Regions from separate parts of the Mus musculus genome. Here region 1 is linked to region 2. The links are chromatin contacts, called in public promoter capture Hi-C maps. All regions are on one chromosome and are shown on one strand. The core of a region is the stretch at or near the end of the contact, and the rest is flanking DNA. Distances in the headings are between cores, read along the strand shown. Region 1 has its middle 250 kb from the start of 4930595L18Rik. Region 2 holds the start of 4930595L18Rik (a long non-coding RNA gene).

What was found. Promoter capture Hi-C pulls out the DNA fragments that hold promoters and counts their contacts.
Region 1: a promoter capture Hi-C map of hippocampal neurons shows a contact between it and region 2, with 3 times the contacts expected there. The contact joins the enhancer-like site here to the promoter of 4930595L18Rik in region 2. A contact is called at or near these places in 6 of 39 promoter capture datasets (the 3T3-L1 cell line, cranial neural crest, hippocampal neurons and 3 more), 1 of 15 datasets of contacts at CTCF or cohesin (the NIH/3T3 cell line), 1 of 484 Hi-C or Micro-C datasets (nephron progenitors) and 1 of 115 datasets of contacts at active chromatin or transcription factors (regulatory T cells).

Annotation. Positions count from the first base shown.
Region 1 is chr6:98,798,074-98,801,842 of GRCm38.p6, reverse strand. No RefSeq gene overlaps it. Among named protein-coding and RNA genes, the nearest start is that of 4930595L18Rik, 250 kb to the right of the region's middle. Within about 2 kb of position 2,207, at least 10 of the 459 cell types and tissues checked have an H3K27ac peak or open chromatin away from gene starts, as enhancers often do. A contact at or near this core is called in hippocampal neurons, where this site is marked.
Region 2 is chr6:98,550,547-98,554,434 of GRCm38.p6, reverse strand. 4930595L18Rik (a long non-coding RNA gene) reads left to right here and starts at 2,331. Exons shown (of 3, transcript XR_869302.2): 1 at 2,331-2,482.

The DNA of each region.
Region 1 (3,769 bases), core at 958-3,457, 250 kb before region 2:
TGAAATATTCTCAAGACTGAAAAGGCTTTTTGGAAGAAGCACATGGAAGGGGGTGGGGGGCAGGGGAAATGGTTTACATTTTCTCCTTGCAGTGGCCCTTGGAGAACAGAGTTATTCCCTTGTTAGCATGCTGTCATTCAGGGAAAACAGATGAGAGCCGGCCTTCCTCGCTTAGAGGGGATTTATACAGGCAACCCACATTAGTGTTAATGGCTGTTAGACGAGCAAAGCCCAGCCCTTCAACATGATAATACATAATATACCCCTTAATTTTTAATTCACCCGGGTCTCAATTTTAAAGCATTTTCTTGTAGTTTGTCCTAATTATAATCATTTTTAATGACAGCTTAAAAATTTCATCCAACTGTCTTATCACATACGGTACTTAATTTCTCAAGTGAACAGTTTCACTGTACACCATTCTGGGAATTTTAAGAACTAAAACATAAAAGGAAAGAAAGTCCTTTGTATGGTGAAACTAGATGTTAATTGTTCTAATATACATAAAGAGACCAAAGCACTTTCTGGAAGCTGGGGCTGGCTTTCCTGCAGAGCCCTCTCCAATGCCTTTCAAGGGAGAGTCTTAAAACCCCAGGGGAGACAAGAAGAAAAGGATTTCTGCTCACTTTGCTGGGTTCTGCCAAAACTCAGAACCAGGCTTGAATATTCATTGTTGTATTCTACGCGTTAGATGGATGACTCCTGTTTGCTCAGATGAAAGTGAAACTACCCAGCCAGGAGAGATAGGGAGCGGACCACACCTTAACCATCTTGGCCCGCCCGCCCGCCCGCCCGTGGTCATTTCTCAGGTTGTTTGAGGCAGACTGAATTTCCCAACACCTGATTTCAACTTTATTTAGTTATTTCCCCAGACAGAGAGCTGCAACAGCAAACTTCTGCAAGTCTACAAAACAGCTCTGCAGATCCCCAGGACTCCTGGCACAAGGGTCATGCCAATCTTCCCGTTTATTGACAAATGATAATTATACATTTCTATGGGCTACACTGAGATAATTTGATATACACAATAAGCAATGGTCAAATGTGGGTAATTAGCACTTTTTCTCTTCTTAAACATTTATCATCTCTTCCTTGGAAAGTGTCTGACTCTTTGAGTAATAAATGTTACAGGCTACAGTTGACTAGTGGGCTCTGAGGCCCTGGACAGTCAACCAGGTCATGACAGTACCACTGTTAAGACGAGTGGCCGTTTAATGTGCTCAATTAGCTGTTGGGCTGAGAGGAGTCACTGCCTCGTCACTGCCTCTTCCACTTTAGATAACATGTTCTAGGAATTCCCAAGGATTGTCAAGCCCCTGCCTCTTATTATTTTTGGAGAAGCTGGGAGTCTCCAGAAAGTGTGTATTGAGCCAGCAGAGGCATTTTCTATTTTGCGTTGTAGGGCACACATTCCATTTAGGCCACTTTGCCTTTCCGCTTCCTTGGGTCAATCCACAGATGGGAACTGATTTGACTGAAACACACACCTTGGCTTGTTGTGATTAGCACTGAGGACATATTGCAAAGAACAAAGGGGAAGCTTGAAAGCTGAGACATTGACCTTGTTTAAAACGACCTCTAGAATGAACCGCTCTGCATGCTGTCTCGGATGGAGGCAGGGGCTCGTAAACTTCACTGTATATATTGCAGTCACCTGGACATGCGGGGGTGGGGGTGGGGAGAAGGGAATGATTATACAAAGTGTGCATTCCTCCGTCTCCTTTCTGAAGATCTGGATTCAGCCAGGCAGAGAGCCACGTTTAGTTAGATCCCTTCCAGAGACTTCCATGAGAGGGATAACCTGCCTTCTATGGTTCTGAGTTGCTTATTACAAACCAAACCAATTGTAAGAACAAGCAAAACAAACCTCAACAATGCATTTTTTTATGGACAGACTAGAAGAGAAAGATGTCTAAGGAACTTTACTTCTACTACTGGCGCATGAACACAGGGCCTTGCACATCCTCAACTACTGGGCTATGCCCCAGCCAGCATAACAATATTCATATGCTCCCCTAAAACATTGTCTATACACATATAAACATGGTTGATGTACCAACCCCTCTCCCATGGAGGTTTAACATGGTATATGATCAGGTGCTCGATCCTGGGAGTTTTGAAGGAAAAGCCTGACTGGGCCCTCTATGATTTGGGTATAACACTCTTCATCTACTGTAACTACTGGGGAAGCAGCTTTCTCCTCCCCCTGACGTGAGCCCCTGTTCCAGATGGCAGAAAGGCACGGGCGCTATTTCCGTGTGCTGCGGTCTGTCTTCACTTCCTTTTGGTAAAGGCCCAGTTTTTTCTGGGCACTGCATGTAGGGACCACACTGGGCTACTGGGCTACGGTGTGTTGCTCCCATACACTGTCCGGCCCAGACATTCCTTAGAGGATTTTAGGCTTTGTAGTGTAGGGATGTGAGCGCAACATTTGCCCGAATGAGTGCGCTCCAATCGAGTGCCAGATGGAACGAAGAATGCGGGCGCAAACATTTCTCTCTTCCCCACTCGTTTTTCTTTTTTTTTTTTTTGGATGGATGCGACTCCCCCATCTCTGTGTATATGCAGTCTGTTTTGACTTCTTTCTGAGAAAAGAAGAGGTTTTCCCATGTGTTTTGTTTATGGTCAATATCAAGATCCACAGAGGTGCGCTTCAATGGTTCAGACTAGGCACATGAGAGTAACGGTCACTTCTCAGTTGACACATGCCTCCGTTTTAGGAGTAAAGTCTGGTGACAGCTGTTGCTGTCTCCTCCCCTTCCATTTTAATTGAACTCACCTGGGGAACTGAATTCAAGAGCCTGTCGTCACCCAGTCCAAATGGGAAATTTAGTCTCTCTTTAGCTTGGCTGGACCAAGGAGTATCCTTGGCTCTCTTCGAGGAAGGGCAATATACAGCCACTAAATTACTAACTTCCAAATATCATTTTTTTAAAAAAACCTTAACAATATTAAGGACGTTAATACCCAACGGTGGGAGGGTTTTGTGACGGTGGCATTAAGCCACTTGCACGGAGGCTCCATCACAGGTACTGTTTCCTATCTGAAGAAAGCAACTAGCTCAGGGTTTGTGCGCTCTCAGCGTTGCTGCAAAATCAGACTTTTGAGAATTTTACGTCGCCTTGAATTGCTTTTTAGCACAGTCTACAGAAGTAAAAGTTCTAAATCTGCCTGGTTACAGACAAACCAAGTAAAAAGCCAGCTTTGTACTGGCAAAGCCTCGCTACAGGAACTGTTTCAAAAGGCAGACTGTAACAATGTGAAAGAGGCAGATTGTAACAATGTGAAAGAGGCAGACTGTAACAATGTGAGAGCAAAGTATTGTTCTTTATTGAATGCATGAAACAGGCTGTCATTGCAAATGAGGCTGTAGGAACACTCAAAGGTCACATGAAGTGCCAGATCCCTGGTGTGGCAGATGTCCTGCTATATGGGTGAAAATGTTTACACACGTATGTCGTGGCTGGTGGGCTTGTTTACACACACATGTGTAGATACAGGCTCTATTTTCCGTAAAAGTTCACTGATCCATTGCAAGTTGATTCAAGATAATATCTACTAAAGTTCTCCAGATGGCCAGAAATTCTTGCATTTTTCTAATGAGAAATATAGGATAATAAAACATATAAAAAGAAATCTAGATTTAGAGTCATACAAGCCTTGTATATTGAGAATTAAAACAACCAGATCTAGTTACATGCTAAATATACTCTGTATACGCAGTGTTGTCACAAAACACAGAGAGGCTGGACTAAAAGCCCCACCATAA
Region 2 (3,888 bases), core at 1,082-3,581:
CTCTTGGCTTTTCCATCTCGTCTTTCTTCTCTTCCTTCCCTATTCCCATCCATCTATCTGTCCCTCCTACCTAAGCACATATACACATCTTATTGTTGTATGTCTCTGGAGAACCCTGGTATGATTTACATCCAACATTGCTTGTTAATCCAGTCTCCAACTGCCCTGTGCTTGTCATTGAACCCTTGACTCAGGGCAGTGGTTTTTTCTCGGTTATATTCAGCCCTATCTAGAGACACTGTGGGTGTTGTGTGGGTAGATCTAGTGTCTAGAGCCCAGACATGTGTTCCACATCCTGTAATGCTCAGCATCCTCAACCTTAAAAATTCACCAAACCTAACCTCTCAACAGTTGCCAAGGTTTAATAAGCCTGACTCAGACTTGGCTCTGGGGAAATACAAACTAAGGCAAGAATTAAATGAAGAAATTGCTAGACTAGGAAAAAAAAATTCAGAAAGTTAAGTTTTGCAGGCAGGAAGTAGCATATAGGAATGCCCATATTTGTAGACAAGGGACATTAGCAAGCCAAGCTATTAGGGCAACTTAAGAAATGCATTTAATGGGTTGTATTATTGAATGGGAACAAAACCCATGGGATTCACCTCTGCTTGATCAATTGCCACATGGAGAAACCAGGATTGATGAAGAGTCTAGTAAGATGGTTGACAACAGTCAGATTCTTCTGGGGGTGTTCCAAGAATAAACTAATGTGCTCCAGGCATCAGCCTCACAACTCACATTTTAGCAAAACAAGGACTGATTGTTTAACAACATTAAGTTCCATGGCAGTCCTAAAAGGTCACCGTTGACAAAAGTGCATGTGTGAATTCCCTGGTTGGCATCTGCATTCTTCCATTTTCCTTCTCCAGAGCCTAATTCATCTTTAAACACCCCAAGAAGTGAGCCTGTGTGGGGGAGACGTGCAGGAAAGTGCTTGTCATTTGAGCATGAGGGCTCCAGAGTTCCCTCTTCAACAGCTGTGTAACTGTTGAGAGCAGTGGAATACATCTGGGATGGTGGCACTGCAAGGCAGACAGGAAGATCCCTGGGACCTGCTAGCCAGCCAGTGTAGCTTGCTCAGATTCAGTGAGAGACCTTGTCTCACAAAATAGTATAAAGAATGTCTGAACGAAGAATAATACCTGCTATCAAACTCAAGGTGTCACACGCATGATACACAAGAACATACACACACAGATGAGCCCGATAGCATCTTTACGTGCTGTCTAGGAAGCACAACCATGCAATTTCCACATGCTAGTCCAGGAGACCTCTCTGCTGTGAAGTCTCTTGTGTCTCCTGAGCTGCTACAACACCCCACAGAGCACTGAGTTCTCTGGGTGTCAGAACTTAACAGACACTGTTGGGTGTGACAGTATCCTCTTCCCGCTCTCTGTTGTTCATTTACAGACAACCTCATTGCAGAGCCTTCCCTGGCGTCTCTGATAATGGGGTTGGATCCAGGGCAGAGAAGTGGGGCCAGCAGTTGGTGAGAAAATAAGTGACAGTCAAGGAGAAGCCTCCAAGAAAATGCTTCTGGCTGCCGTGCTAAGGCTTGGATTGATCTGACGCAGGGAGGCTCTTGGAGAGCTTGGGTATTAATGTGCCTAATTGTACAGCTTCCATGTATGAAGAGGGATCCTGTAGGGTGTACAGTCATCTGAAGCTCATGGGGTAGGATCGACGGGAGTTCAGCCTCGTGCCCTGTACAATATGTCGAGTAGAAGAACATCACAGATTAAAGCTCCATTTGTGTCCCTGAAAACACCAGACACTATTCTGGGACGGTAACAATAGCCTCGTGCCACATGATCCCAAGCCAACATGGTGCTTGCACGGAAGCATATCAGAACCTGTGGCTTTATAGATAACATTTGAAAAAAAATACTTGAAAGAGGAAAAAGTCAAATATTATATTTAGCTTTGAAAGCTCTAAGCTGAGACCCTTGTAATGAAAAAACCATTGGATTTTATTCTAATTTTATCTCTGTTAGGAATCATAGATTTGGAAGCATGACTTCATGGTACTGGGCCTTACTTTCCTCAACTTTAAAATAAGGAAATGTGCAGGAACTGCTCCGAGAGTGGTCCTATTAAACACTCTATTAAAATATCAAGACGCCGTATCATAAGGATACTTGATTTGGGGGTAACACTGGAAGCTGAAAAAGAATGATGGGAAATGAGACAGGAAAGAGACCAGACACCAGTGTCGTGCTCTTATGGGAAGATCTGCTCTGTTCTTTGGGGGTCGTCTGAAGCTGCATGAGAATGATGTAGGAATTTACCCATGAGGCACTGGGGATTCTTTGACAAATCCAACTGCCTTTCTCTGGAAGGGTGTATCTAGGACATCAGCCTACCCACAGTTCTGGGCTGCGTCTGTTACTGCCTTGCTTACCCTGCCCCCCACCCATAACTTCAGAGAAAGGAAAACGGACTGAGCCTCAGCACCCACACACCATGGCTGCCTTGAATCCAGGTGGGCTGAGCAGACCAGGCTTGGTACATCATAAGCGACACATTTATGTTAATTAGCCAGAGCACATTTACATCTTAATTTAGTGAATGGGAGAGTAGCAGGTGCACTAAATGTTTCTGTAAGCCTGGGATGAAAGTGAAGACAGTAAGTAGAAAATATAGTTTGCAAGACTGAACTAGAAAATCCTGTTAAGGAAGTGGGTTGGGAAGAGAGGCTAGACAGAGCCCAAGAGTAAATCAATGGGGAATCCCTGCTTTAGAATTACCCCTGTTTTGTCTCAGAAACAAATATAAAGTCAGAAATCAAGTGTGCCTTTAAATAGGTAGATAACCACAAATAAGTGTAACTTCAGTAGCCTATCAAGATAAATTGTGTTTAAGGCCCAGAATCTCACTCAGGGTATAATTTTTAAAAGGATGGAGCTAATTTAGAGATGCTGCGCATATATGCATAGGTCAAAGCAGGTATACAGTCGGGTCAAGGACTAGAAAACTGAAATTTTAGCAATGCATCCAATTCTACTTACATGGTTCCTCTTTCCTTCCGTTCACCTTCTCTCCGTGTGTGCATGTGTATATGTGTGTGCGTGTGTACTTGTGTTGTATGTAAACAATTATGTGGATGTATGTGCTTGTATATATAATATACATCCACAGGAGGAGGCCAGTGGGGGACATGAAGTATTTTACTTTACCACTCTCTGCTTGGCTGACTTGAGACAGGGTCTCTCACTGAAACAGAAGCCTATTGTTTTGTCTAGGCTGTCTGTCTGGTGAAATCTGTCTCACTACACCCACTCCTTTCAACATGCTGAGGTTGCAGACATACATAGCCACGTCTGACTTTGGATATGTGTACTAAAGATGCAAACTCACGTCCTCATGCCTTTACAGCATTTGGTTCTAACACACACACACACACACACACACACACACACACACACACACACACACACAGAGCTGCCAACACACATAGCCTTCCCGCTTTCAATCTTTCCAACGAGAATTTTCCATGTTCCTCAAAGATCATGTTCCCAAGAAAGGAATCCACTGACTATATGTTTCAAGTCACACCAGACCACAAGTCATAAATTTTTGGTAATGGCACAGATAGACCAAGTTCCCATCCTTTGTCCAATTAGCTGCTACCAAGAGCAGGGTCACAGGGAATGTGACACACTCAGAAGGACTACAATCAGAATAGAGACTCATCAATGAAAGTGAGTGTGAGTTAAGTCTCAAACCTGTTCAGGTAGGAATTCTTCATGACCAATAGAAAACAAAGAATTAAATGTTCATTTTCCAGCTCCCCCGTCTCATTGATACATGCTTGAATAAATTTAAATTTTCCTTGAACCAACTATCATCCACTTACCTGTGAGACCTTCAGTTAGTAAAACAACCTTT